Regions from separate parts of the Mus musculus genome. Here region 2 is linked to region 1. Evidence: chromatin contacts called from public HiChIP or PLAC-seq data. All regions are on one chromosome and are shown on one strand. The core of a region is the stretch at or near the end of the contact, and the rest is flanking DNA. Distances in the headings are between cores, read along the strand shown.

Evidence for each region. HiChIP or PLAC-seq counts read pairs in DNA pulled down with a chosen protein or histone mark.
Region 2: an H3K27ac HiChIP or PLAC-seq map of embryonic stem cells shows a contact between it and region 1, with 4 times the contacts expected there. The contact joins the enhancer-like site here to the promoter of Galnt11 in region 1. A contact is called at or near these places in 5 of 39 promoter capture datasets (embryonic stem cells, epiblast stem cells, liver and 2 more), 1 of 484 Hi-C or Micro-C datasets (liver), 6 of 115 datasets of contacts at active chromatin or transcription factors (embryonic stem cells, intestinal villus epithelium and stem cell-derived neural progenitor cells) and 4 of 9 other capture datasets (adipose tissue, embryonic stem cells, liver and 1 more).

Annotation. Positions count from the first base shown.
Region 1 is chr5:25,219,120-25,225,867 of GRCm38.p6, forward strand. It overlaps Galnt11 (polypeptide N-acetylgalactosaminyltransferase 11), which reads left to right and starts at 3,753. Exons shown (of 12, transcript NM_144908.4): 1 at 3,753-3,912. It overlaps Galntl5 (UDP-N-acetyl-alpha-D-galactosamine:polypeptide N-acetylgalactosaminyltransferase-like 5), which reads left to right. Exons shown (of 9, transcript NM_026449.3): 9 at 887-1,170. The coding sequence ends at 1,063.
Region 2 is chr5:25,271,921-25,278,668 of GRCm38.p6, forward strand. It overlaps Kmt2c (lysine (K)-specific methyltransferase 2C), which reads right to left. Exons shown (of 59, transcript NM_001081383.2): 56 at 4,220-4,336; 57 at 3,980-4,053; 58 at 3,708-3,816; 59 at 1-1,838. The coding sequence ends at 1,746. Among named protein-coding and RNA genes, the nearest start is that of Galnt11, 52 kb to the left of the region's middle. Within about 2 kb of position 3,936, at least 10 of the 459 cell types and tissues checked have an H3K27ac peak or open chromatin away from gene starts, as enhancers often do. A contact at or near this core is called in embryonic stem cells and trophoblast stem cells, where this site is marked.

The sequences.
Region 1 (6,748 bases), core at 2,503-5,002:
ATAGATCTCTATGGGTTTCAGGCCAATCTGGTCCTAGGCCTGCCAGGGCTACACAATGAGACCCCTTTTCAAAAAAAAAAAAAAGGTGGATTGGCTAGGGAGATTGCTCAGTGGTTATAGTCATCAGGGTTCTCTGGAGGAACAGAACTGATAGACTGAATATATATTCATTATATATATTGATATATATATCATTGATATGTATATCAGTTCTCTCTCCCTCTCCCTCTCCCTCTCTCTCTTAGAGTAGGTTACAGGCTGTGGTCCAGATAGTCCAACAATGGCTGTCTACCAATGGAAGATCCAAGAATCCACAACTTGTTTAATCCATGAGGCTGGATGACTGGATGTCTCAGTTGGTATTCAGTATATGCTGGAATCCTGAAGAAGTAGGTTCTAATGGCAGTAAAGGAATGAACTTGCCAGAGACAGACAGAGAGAGAGAGAGAGAGAGAGAGAGAGAGAGAGAGAGAGAGAGAGAGAGCAGGCAAAGAATGTTTTGACCTTCCTTCTTTCGTATTCTTTATTCAGACTGCCAGCAGAAGGTATAGCCCAGATTAAAGGTGGCTCTCGCACCTCAAAAGACCTGGATTAAAAGCAGGCTCTCCTACTTAAACTGATGTATTTTAGAAAGTCCCTCACAGGCGAACCTAACCATTTGGGTTTTAGTTAACTTGTTTACAATATCATCTTCTTTTTAATATCCCATGTCTTATCAAGCTTTCCTAGAAGATGGAAGATTTTAATCTTACAGAAAACGGCTAAACCCACAAGAGGAAAGAGCAATTTTATTCCAATAATGAAAATATGACCTGATGTTTGCTATCATGACCTGATCACCAAAGATTTGTTTTGTTTAGTAAAACGATTCTTTGTTTTCATTTAGGGAAACTTTTTTCTTCAAAGACCTTCTTTGACATACGTTTCCTGTGGAAATATTAGTGAGCGCGTGGAATTAAGGAAACGCCTGGGTTGCAAGTCATTCCAGTGGTATTTGGATAATATCTTTCCAGAGTTGGAGCCATTTAACACAGAGAGGAAAAGGAAAAAAAATCGTTTCTAGTTAGTGAAGGGTGAAAATGTCCCCTAATTCTTCAACATCTCGCACCACAGGACAAATCTGGAGCATCATGCAACTATGTAAAATGCAATGAAAAATACATTCAGAGTGGCCAGTCTTTCGGGAGTGCCTTTCTTGACCTCTAGTGACAATTCTTTCTCTGTTGCTCATCTGCCACTGGAGTTGTGGGCATAAGGACCTCAACAGTAGAGAAGTACGCTGTCTCACAGTTCAGATGCTGGTGTATGACTGACTGGGATAAAGTGTATTGGTTGTGATTATTTGACCAGTTCACTTGGCTGTGACAGTCCATGGGAACCTGCTCTCTGCTCTCGGAGCTTCCACCAGCCTCTTGGGCTGAAATGGTTGCCTCAGGAAAGTGTTCCCAGAGAGCCATGATTGGTGTATCGTGGCTGAGGTGAATCAAGTTCCTTTCTTGCCGCCAGTGTAAGTCGGTGACTTCCTGGCTTGGCTGGGTTCCTAAGTGTCTGATGTTCATGGCACCTTGGCAGGGTGTCTCAGGTCCCATGTGTTCCAGCCAGGTTCCCCAAGTGCTCCCACTGGCTTTTATATCCTGTGCCGCTCTTCTTTTCTGCTTCTATTTTCACATCTTTGCCCTCTGTTCTCTAGTCTGTGACCCACAGCTTTCCCAAGGCTTCTTCAATTATGTCCTGCTTTTCTCTAAGAAGCTCTGGGCCCTGCAGGGACTGGGACAGAAGCAGCTAGTCTCCTGCCTGCCGTGTCCACAGACTCCCCAATGCTAGAGAACTTCTCTGGGGTTTGGAGAATGCTATAGAGTTCACCCTAGAGAAGGTGAGTTTAAGAAGGCCAAAGAGGGGTAATTCACAAAATCTACAAAGAAAATTCTGGAAGAAACATACTGAAAGGACGAAAAAGGAGGAAATGCCTGACAGGGATGCCCCCACAGCCCATGCAGGCACAACCTACCTGCTCTCTCATCACTGCAGTGGTGTTTCTTATGGGTTCCTAGCAGGACTGAGCTCGAGGATGCTCACCGCGGTCCTGTATTTTGTAAGCTTCACCCATTTGAGGATCCTAGTAAACTGGCTAAATCTTCACTTCCACTTTGATGGATTTGAAATTACCTAGGAAACATTCCTGTTCTGGGCAGGTCTTTTTTTGTTTTGTTTTGTTTGTTTGTTTTTGAGACAGGGCTAATCTGTGTAGCCTTGGCTGTCCTGTAACTAGCTCTGTAGATCAGGTTGGCCCCAAACTCATATCCACTTGTCTCTGCTGTCCTTCCCAGTGCTGAGATAAAAGGTGTGTGGCAGCACTGCCTTGCTCTGGCCATGTCTTTGTGGTTTCCTGAGAGGTTTAGCTGAGTAAGGAAAACCTACCTGGAATGTGGGTGGCCATGGAGCAGGGATCAAATAAAAAGAAAAAAACAAAACAAAACAAAAAAACAAAACAAACCAGGTTGTAAGATGAGCACCAGCCTCTCTGGGCCTCCTGAGGGTGAAGTGTCACAGGCTACCTTAGACCTCTGCTTGCCATGGCTTACCCACCACAGCAGAGGCTGTACCTCACACTGTGGCCAAAATAAACCCTTAAGTAGTTTCTGTCAGGAACGTTGTCACACATACAGGAACAATAGCAGACACATGGTTATGGCATGACAATGCTTCTGTTCTATTGCCCTCTCGTGAGAGAGTCATCCCTTAAACAACCATGAGTTCCCGTTAAGATGCTGTGTGGACAAGAATGGGAACTATGAAAAATGCTTTCTTTGGCATTGAGCAGCAACTGTTTGACTGAGGGCAATGGCCATGGAAGGACACAGATAAGGGCCATCAGGATTTCAGCCTTAAGGATAGACCTAGGTAACCTCACAGAGCATCCTACAGCCTCACAATACTAGTAAGTATTTGGCAGGGCCACATATGAGTTAATTTTGTGCCACTGTGTTGACAACTTAAAGGGAAAAGAGTTATTTTGGTTCATGGTTACTGAGGGTTTATTGCATGGTTGCTTGGCCATCGCATTTGAGCAGAACATCAGGATGACAGCAGTATATGGGGTAGGTTATTTACTTCATGATGGGCAGGAAGCCAGAAGGAGACTTGGACAATTGGACCAGGTAAGACCCTCGGACATCCCTGATCCTTCTCCCTCTAGATTGACCCCCACCTCCAAAAAGTTTCTACAATCTTTGGCAATTGCACCACCAGCAGGCACCAAGCTCCACATAAGCCCCAGTGGGGCATTTCAAGTCAAAGTCGGTCACCACAGCCAGTTAATGCAGGAGGGAAGTATCCTGGGTTAATGCTAGCTAGAACAATTTATTGGTTCAGGAGATGCTGCTTTCTTAAAAATAAGGGACGCAGAATTTTCTCCTTACATATGTCCCATTGCTCTACCAGACATCACGGATTTAAAAAAAAAAAGTCTTGGCTGAATAGCATGGTGAGATAACAGGATTAATATAGATACCCGTCAATGTAAAGCAGCATTAATGGACCAACTACCAAAACCTTACCATTCTGTTTGATCTGCTAAATTTCCTCACATTCTCTCCAAGAAAAAGTCGTCCCCTCATCTAAGCTTCTCTCTGGAGTGAACTTCACTAAGGCCCTATGGGACAGAGCTCAGCTCCACACTGGGCGGGGAGGAGCCCGGGCCTCGTGACGCCAGGCCGCGGGCGGTGACGTCATCCTCGGAGGCGAGGGCGTGCGTGCGGTGACGCGTGCCGTGACGCGAGGGCTCCGCAAGGCTGCGTGTCGTGGGCCGCGTCGCGCGCCGCGGCTCGTGCGGCTCGGCCCGGGCTGTGGCGGGAGCGGAGATGCCGCAGCCCGTGCCCTGGAGCGCCGCTATCCCGGCCTGCGGGTGTCGCGGTGAGTAGCCGGCCCGCGGCGCTTGACCCCGCGCGGCCTACGTCGGCGCCTGAGCGTGGGCTGCGGCCTGAAGGGACGCGGCTGCTGGAGCAGGCTTGGTGGCCTGGGAGGCCAGAGCTGCTTCCGGATTCAACAGCAGTGATGGGTACTGCGCATGGCCGTTCTCTCGGTGGCCGTAACCTCCAGCCAGTGTTGTGATTTACTAGAAAAAAATACCGATTTTATCTTTATTGCTGTTATTACGGTCAGGATTTAGACCGCGTCGGTACAGGAGGCTGGAAGACAGAAAGGATGCATGTTTCTTTGCAGTATGCTTGTTAAAAAAATTACCTTTTATGGTTTTCGTACACCCCAAACTAGTGCTTTAAATATAAATATAGGAAGACCCGCCACCTGTCTGTCAGATCTTGTCCTTTTACTTTGAGAGCCATCATGTTGGTTGGTTGCTTATCTTCAAACAAAAAATGAGACCCTGGAGACGCTTTCTAGTCCGTGGGCCCAACAAAACAGTTACTTCAAACTTATTTCTTCTTTTATTTGAAATAATGCTTTAAGAAAAACAGGAAGTAAGCCTTTCTTACCCTCAGCATGTGCCTGCCACGGAGCTCTGCAACTGAAATGTCACCATACCGTAGTCTATAGTTTTCATTTGATGGCCCTGGAATCAAATCTCTAACATTTCTGTGCTGTTTCTTGCCAGGTTTCTTAACAATTTTATATTACTATTTTTCTTGTGAAGTATAATTAACATGAAGTTTATTGATTATTTTACTAGTATAGTTGAATGGCATCGGGTACATTCACAGTGTTGTCTTAACAGGCAGTGCCATATATTTCCAAAATCAATCACTCAGGACAGACATTATAACATAGGGCAGGGACTCCTGCTCTTCTTCAGTCTCTCAGTTTACCTGGTTTAGATACTTCATTTGAATTGGAATCCATGGTCTTTCCTTTATCTGTATCTGTTTGAGGCTATTCTTGGTTGTCAACTTGACAACCAAAAATGGCTAGACACAACTGTGAGAGATTTTTGCTGAATTAAATCATTTGAAGTGGGGAGAGCATTTCTAATCTGTATCTTTGAGGTGGGAAGATCCACCTTTAATCTAAGGCCACACCTTCTGCTGGCAGCCTTTACAAAGGCTATGGAATAAGGAAGCCCCCTCTTTGCCTGCTTGCTCTCACCCATACTTGAAAGTCCATATTCCTTCACTGGCATTAGAGCCTGTTTGTATGCTGGATTCCAGTGTATGCTGAAGAACAGCCGAGACTTCCAGCTTTGTGGATGAGCAACTAGATTCTTGGACTTGACATCAGTAGACGGCCATTGTTGGACTTGCGGGAGTACTCTAATAAATCCCCCCTCTCTCTATATGGAGAAATCCATTCTATAATTTCTGTTACTCTAGAGAATCCTGGCAAATAGTTTCTCTGCTTTCTGTCTTTGGAATGTCTATGGAAGGTTTGAATTGCTTAGTTCGTGTTTGAAAAGCACTGACTGCTGAGTCTGATGGCTCCACTTGTCTGGCTTGGTCTCCAGTGACCTTTATGGCCTTTCATATTGCTTGTCAGCACATCTTCTGGATGTACCTTGGAACCCTTCTTCTTTTTTTTTTTTTAATTTTTTACTAGGTATTTAGCTCATTTACATTTCCAATGCTATCCCAAAAGTCCCCCATACCCACCCACTCCCCCTTTTTGGCCCTGGCATTCCCCTCTACTGGGGCATATAAAGTTTGCAAGTCCAACGGGCCTCTTTTTCCAGTGATGGCCGCTTAGGTCATCTTTTGATACATATGCAGCTAAAGACAAGAGCTCCAGGGTACTGGTTAGTTCATAATGTTGTTCCACCTATAGGGTTGCAGATCTCTTTAGCTCCTTGGGTAATTTCTCTAGCTCCTCCATTGGGGGCCCTGTGTTCCATCCTTGGAACCCTTCGGAAGTCTTTTCCTAGGTTCTTCTCCAAAGTTCCCAGTGTCCCAGAGGATCTGTTCAGTATCTGTTCTCTGCACCTGCTCTTCCTTTGTTACGTAAACCTGCTCTGCATTGGTTTCTCTGTAGCTTCAGCTACAGTTCCCGTGTGTCTTAAGTTTCTGTGTGAAGCCTGGGTTCCAATGTGAAGGCATTGCCCTATCTTCAATGTACCAGCTCACCTCTGACCCTTGTTCTGGGTCATCAAGACTTGAAAGCTTGGTGCTATAGCCTCTTCTTCCTTAGGTGACGCCATTCATGCTGACCAGTATAGGTAGTTAGTTGGTCTTTGTTTTACCTTCCCCACTCAGTTTCACAGCCCAAGGTCAAGCCAAGATGGCTTCTCCTTGTGATTGTTGTCATTAACTCCTTGATTCTAAACATTTTCTCCCTCTATCCTAAACCGTTTTGTACACAGCTGTCAGGACTTCTTCCCTAAGCTGGGTAGTAGAATTGCATAAAGACACTAGCTAGCGATTTTCATCCCACTTCCCAATAGGGTCTCACTCTGTAGCCCAGGCTGGCCCGAACTGTTGTCACATTCTTCCTGCTACAGCTTCCCAAGTGCTGGGGTTGTAAATGTGAACTACCAAGTCCAGTTCATTCCTGACACGTTTATTCTTAGTGGCAGAGCTCCAGTCTGTTTTCCTACAATTAAACTTCCACTAGCTTTAAAGCCCTTACAATTCACTGACCTGTAAGTCTTTCAGGTGAGGCTAGGAATATGGCTCAGTGGTTAAGAGGAAGTGGTGTTCTTGCAGAGAAACCTAGTTCAATTCCCAGTACCCATGTTGGTGACTTGACACTGCTTGTGGGTCAGACACCTCTGGACTCTGCAGACCGTGTGTGTGTGTGTGTGTGT
Region 2 (6,748 bases), core at 2,686-5,185, 53 kb after region 1:
AGAACAGAAAACAACCAAACTCGGCAGGACAAATACTGGTAGGATGTCAGAGTATTGTACAAGAGAAGAAAAATATTCAAGAAACAAATTTCATACAGCTATTTATCAAGAGAAAAATATATACAATTGATTTATTCTGTAAGATAAAAATACATCATGCCATATACATTACAAGCTGAGAGCTGAGTCACTGAATGTACCCACAGCTCACAGTCCACTCGAATTGTGCACACAAAAACTTCATTTTATACTTAGCCTGTGAAGTGTCAGTACCAGAATTTTTAAGTACAAAATAAAAAGCTAACCTGGTTCAAATGCTGATTAAGTTTCTACAAGCAAACACAAAACAGTGTGGTTTTTTTTTATTAAAGAAATGTAAACAAACAAGTTCATACAAACACATTTTAAAATTACATCTTCGAAAAACCCTATTGCCAGAGTCCTGCAGCTGGGAGCATAATCACACCTCTCTTTCTCCCCATCTCTCTTTTTTTTTTCTTTTTCAAATTTTTATGTTAAATAGAAGGCTAAGGAGTTGGGTTAGGTCCCTGCTACATGACTCTATGTTTACATGATTCTGTGAGGTTGGAAACAAAGTTCTAATCAAAACTACTTTTGCTGAAGAAAAAATTCAGCCTCCATTTGGGTTGTGTTTAAGCCGTTATTCACAGTTATCACAAATTGTAAGCACAAAAAAACCTGACTGAAGAAGTAGGGATGCAACAATATAATATGAAACATTAGTTTAAATCGCCAACAGCTATAAAAGTTGTAGTTGTAGCACACGCGCTGCTGTCAGAAGTTAGGTGTAGAAAACAAGCACTAAGAGACAGTTTCCAAAAAGCCCAGGAATACCGGGGCAAAATTTTGGTTATTACATAATTATAATGGCATATTTAATAACACAAAATTATATTGTAACATCCCTACCACGGTTATAAGCACCCGAGCTGCTGCAGCGCCTGGTAGCATTTGGTCAATAACTATTTTTATACTGTTTTTCTCAAAATATTTACATATTTGTACAAAGTAACAGGGTTTGTTAGTTCTGCAGGTAACAGCAGCAGCTTGGCTTTCTTCTAACTTTTATTTAAAAATAGCTTCATTCACTTATTCAATAATAAATACAAAAAGTTTCTCTTATTTTACAGAAATCAAAAACTACAATAAACTGACTCATGGAATCAAGTATTCAAATGTATTTAGTGCAAGTTATTATCCCTTAGCTCTATCCCTAAGGAAGTCATCTCAGTACATTCCTTGATCAGTGGTGTCCACTTTAGTTAAACTGAGGGCCTGCCCCTGTCAGTAAGGCGTGGCCAGCACTCTGGACAGCCCCCTTCGCTGGTGATTTCAGTCTTACATTCATAGGAAGGCCCCCACCCTGGGGCAGGGCAGCCACCGGCTCTTTGCCCCAGTAAAAGTTTCTCCTTAGTGAGACTAACAAAACATAACAAAACAAAACCCACCCACAAGGAAACAAAAGGAAGGAAAGAAGAAAGAAAAAAGAAAAAAAAAGTGCTGGACCATTCTGTGACTCTGCTGACCTCAGTGTGCAGCAAGGCAGCCTAGCCGGCTCCTCTGTGCTGAGCATCCTTCAGACAAGGCTGAGGAATCAGAGCTCCCAGAAGCTGTTTCTTAAAAAGTCAGAAAACAAAAATATCTTTCTGTCTGCAAAATCCAATGAAGTGTTGAATCGCCTCTTCCTAGGGACGAGCCACCCGGTGAGATAGCAAGGAATGCATTCAGTTCATCCACTTCCGGCAGTTCACCGCTCCACAGTGACACGGAATCTTGTGCTGGTCATCTTCAAAGTCAAACTTATAATCATAGCAGAGCTGCCCATGGCAAACAGACAGTGTGAGACAGGGCAGTGCCCCGTTCTATCCTCTATTTCAAAACCAGCAAGCAAAACAGACACAAGCCAAAGCAACACTGAGTTTGTTTAGGTCCCATAGAACCTTGAGGCGGTGGGGTATCCCAGAGGCAAGTGAAACTACTGTTGTGGGGTGGTGATCTGGTGTGCCGAGCCTCTGACTTCTCATAGTGTCCTCTCCACCACTTTGGGTAAGATGAGGACCAGTACTCCCTCAAACCGTAGATGGCTCCTTGGTTTGGACAGAGATGAACCTGCCCTTGTCAACATCATGGCTTTCCCCTTGTCCACCTTTTCCTCTGAAGAACCTGCCTCTATTCAAAGATCCTATAGCTAACTAGAATTTGTCACCATAGAGAGATAGAACACTGCAAATCTACCATAAAAGTGATTGGGGCTATGTCCAAATCCCCGTCATTGTTTTTACTACCAACATCTGTACTTGGCCTAACATCTTTGTGACTATAACATAGAGTTTACATTGTTAATGTTTACCTCCACCAATCCCAAACCTGTCTTTAGACAGCATCTAGAACCTACCGATACCTCATGTCTCACCAATTAATGCACAAATTGAGGACTTTCTTTGGTCCTGTGGTGGCAAAAGTCAATCCCATCTTAAACTCAGTGGAACACGATGGAGTTCAGGGTGTCCTGAATCTGGTTTTTAACCATGGCTCAGGGTAAGCTAGTGTTCCCCTTAGAGAAAAAGCTGTTTGGATCAGCATTCAATGGCTGTAGAATTCTTACTCAAACTCCAGGCCACCCAACTGGGTGGCTGGAAAGCAGCATGACTCCCTCCAAGTAAGCTTTACACCCTGTTCCCTCGACCCCATAAAGCCAAGGGAGGGCAAACAGTCAATCTCTGGGTCTTTCCAACTCAAACATCAGCCACTATCTGGAAGACTGCACAGGGAGCAAAAAACTTGCAGCCACTGTGGAGCAGCTGCATTGGGAAAAGAATGCACTGCCTTCTGTTAGGTGTTTGCTGAGTAATAACAGGATTGGCAACTCTAGAGGATGCATACAAGATGACACTCAGGGGAGATACTAGGCTGCTCGGCAGGCCCTGTCCTAGTCACATAAGGATGTTCTTAATTTTAAAGGTAAGTTCTACAAAGACCAAGTAAATAGATGTGGTCTCACACTGTCTACACAAGACTAGAGCTTCATCACAGTGGGCACATCCAGGCTTCCTGACACAGCAGACTTCCCAAGAGCTTTGTATTGGACACTAACTCCAGATTTAGAGCACTACATTCAAGGTGCTGATGCCATGTGTGAAAGCCAGAGCTGGGACACGTAAATAGGACAATTAAGGATAATAACCTGAAGAGCTAGACCAAAGTCATCTCTGTGAGATACTAAGAAACAAATGTCTCGTCCTACATAAAACATTTTAAAGACAAAACAAAAACATACTATATATATATATGAATGATGTGAAATTTTCTAAGTGTGCATATGAGCAGGAACATATAGCTCCCCAAATTTGTGCCTACAGTCCTTGCAATAATATATCATGTGAATATATCAAGTCCCTGTGATTGCCAGAACTTTGACAGGAACCATCTTGAAAGGAGCTTATCAGACTGTCCAGATTAAGGGACAAAGAAAGGAGGATGCTAAGCTACTTGGTACTATATGGTGGGTTTCATGTGGCTTTATGATCTACTACAAGGAAGAAGCCGGCATTTGAATGTCTGAAGTAAGATAAACAGACGGCAAAGCCCTGGGTTGAGGCTGAGACTCTAAGAGTGATGTGATGGAAGCCGCAGTCAGGAACTGCCACACCCTGGTACAGATCTCAGCAAGCCCTTCCCCTACTTACCTCTTCTCCTTTCTGTATCCTCCGGTTGGAGCTGATGATAATCTTGTGTCCTCTCTCAAAGGTCACGACTTCAGCCACACAGTTAGGGGCACAGGAGTGGTTGATGTATCTGTGGGACACATCAGAAAACTCAGTGTGAAAACAATGAAGAGCTTCCCCTGTACAGAGGAAACTATGGCTGCTTCTCTGGATGCGTTAACAAAGCAAGTATAAAGCTCCGCTGCCCCTCCCCGAGCAAAGCCCTCTGGGCCACAGTCTCCTTCCTGCCTCACCTTGCAGGCCCTCCTGTGAGTGTGGCGTCAATCACGTGGTCATTGTCCATGCGGAACATGTACACACCCCGGTTCTAAAGAGAAGGCAGGTAGTCAGTCATCGGTGTGGTCTGAATGACTTCCCCTCACGTTCAGTCTGTGCTGGGAGCACCCTGGTCACATTCCTGGGCACCCTACCAGACACAGCTGATGCATTTGCGGTGTGTCCCACTGGCTGCCTGTGCTCAGTTTATACAGTACCTGAGACTCATAAAGCTTCTCCTTCCGGTTTGCAACCTCATTTCGAATAATTGTTCCAATGTACTCGATGACCATAGTGTGTTTTTCAATGTCTCTAGCAGCATACAGGCCCAGTCCCTAAGTGGAAGGAAAAAGGATTGTAAGTAAACATTGCAATATCCCCGACAGACCTTTAGTCTCTTCATCAAAATGCACTGCCCTTGCAGTCTTATGAAAAGCCATATTTAAGGTTTAGTTAAAAACCCTAACAACACAGCTCCTTTCAGCTTTAGCACATTACACTGTTCCCGTGTCCTTTTCTACACTGTCTTTCGGCCTGGCTTACTGCGATGACAGTGTAAGTGTTAACTGTCCTTGGATGACTGCAACTTGGATGTCCTTCCCTTCACTCTGGAAAGACACCACAGGAAGGACCTCATTACAGGCGGCCCTTAGCACTGATCATCCCTCCCACCAGCACAGCAAGCTAAGCTGCCCACTAGCGACTCCCTACACCAGCAACAGTAAGTGGATTAAGACAATCTCTACAAGTGCTATGTGGCTCGGGTGGGCAGCTGCACTCTCCACTATGCCTGCTCAATTACCACCAAGCCCCACACAGTAAGCATCCAATACAATAGGAAGAGGGAGAGGAACTATAAGGAGTATGACTACTACAAAGTTGTTTCAGATTTGACTGAGTTTCCTAGAAATAGCAGAATACAGCAAAACAGAAAACATTACTTTGTTCTAGTATCAGGAAAGGTGGGAACAATTCAGTTTTTGAAGTTCTTCCCAATAAAAAAATTCTGAGGTGAGAGAAATGTACAGGATACATTCCCAGCTCTTTTTAAATGTTTTGAAATAAGATCTCACTAAGTTGTTCAGGCAGTCCTTAAATTTGTGATCCTTCTGCCTCAGCCTCCTGAATGGCTGGGATGACAAAAAACCTGTTCAGTTGAACACACTGAAGCCTTATTTGGCAGCTTAGACTGTCCACACCAGTGCCTGGTAAATCTATACTATCTTAGAGGTGGCAGTAAACACAGATGTGGGGAAATACTTTTAAAAAAGCAAATAAATACAATGTTCACAGATAATCTGCATTTTATTGCCCTAATCTGGGTTTGTGCTTTCAATTCTGACCAGGGAAGAAACTATGGTGAAAAGGAGGGATGAAAATCAAGTCCTCCACTCATGGAATCTGCCAGAGGCTTCTCACTAGAGCGCATAGTAAGTCAACTGTGCCGGCATGTTTGCTGGTTCCAGGTGTGACTCAGATGTGAACAAATCAGAACATAAAAACAATGTGAGTGCACATCAGTGCCATCTGGGCCAGCGTAACAAGCACTCCAAACTGTGTCTGAGAACCTATGGCATGGTAATAGCAATGGCTGCAAAGGATATTGTATGCAAAATAGCATTACAATTATTGGCTGTATAATAAAATAAAGTTAAAAAAATGGAAGTTCATTGTATAGATAAAATACTAGAAGAACACAACCTAAGTGTGTATACAGAAATGATACAAACTTGTATGCTTGTCTATATAAATCCAACCAAACAAAAAAGCCAAAAAAAAAAAAAACAAAAAAAACTTTGTAAGAAAAAAAGATACTGGAGTTCTGATGGGCATGTTTCATACTGGAAGACACCTAACCCTGCAAGCTAGTACAAACTGAAATATGGACAAAGGTCATAAAACATATAATTTTCAAAAAGGCAAGTCCAAAGGCCAGTCATGAGAAGACAGCTTCACCAGCAGTCAGTGTCAGAGGCTGGAGAGATGGCTCTGTGGTTAAACTGCTTCTTTCTGTTCCAGGGGAACTGAGTTCAGTCAGCTTACAAAGCATACAGCAGCTTACAAAGCCTTTGACTCAGCTCCAGGGACCCAATGCTCTCTTTTGGCCTCTGTGGACATGCATTTTCACACAGGGTGCATATTCACATGCAGACATAAATATAAACGAGAATATATTCTTTGAGAAAGATCTCAGTGTCAGAGTATACCTACGAAGCTGACAACTGTAAAAAGGTGAGAACACCTCCTACACAAGAGAAAACCAGAATAGAGTCCCAGACTTCAGGAGGAAGCCAGCAATTACGGCCTTTTGGGAAAATATGTTATTAAAAGAAAAAGTAAATATAGTTTTAGATAGAAGCTTTACTTTTTCGATTATGCTCCATAAAACTACAACTATCAGGATGGATACAAGACTATTCCTATGGGACACTGATGGCACGGCATCTGCTGTGAGACCGCCAATGGCCGTGCAACGATGGGATTGCACTTCATCACTGTGAAGCATCACACAACGTACTGAGAATGTGATGGGAGACTCAGGTAATGCGAGCTCTGTGTTCCTGGGGGAAAGTGAGCATAGATAATATGATTCTATTTTCATAAATGTGTCCATGCATGTGTCCCTAAGATATAAAAACTACCACCATTACCACAATCACTGAAGACAGGAATGGTGAGAGGACATGACAGAAAGCCGAAACTCTCAAAGACCACTCAGGAGTGTCAGTGAAGACAATGCTCACTGC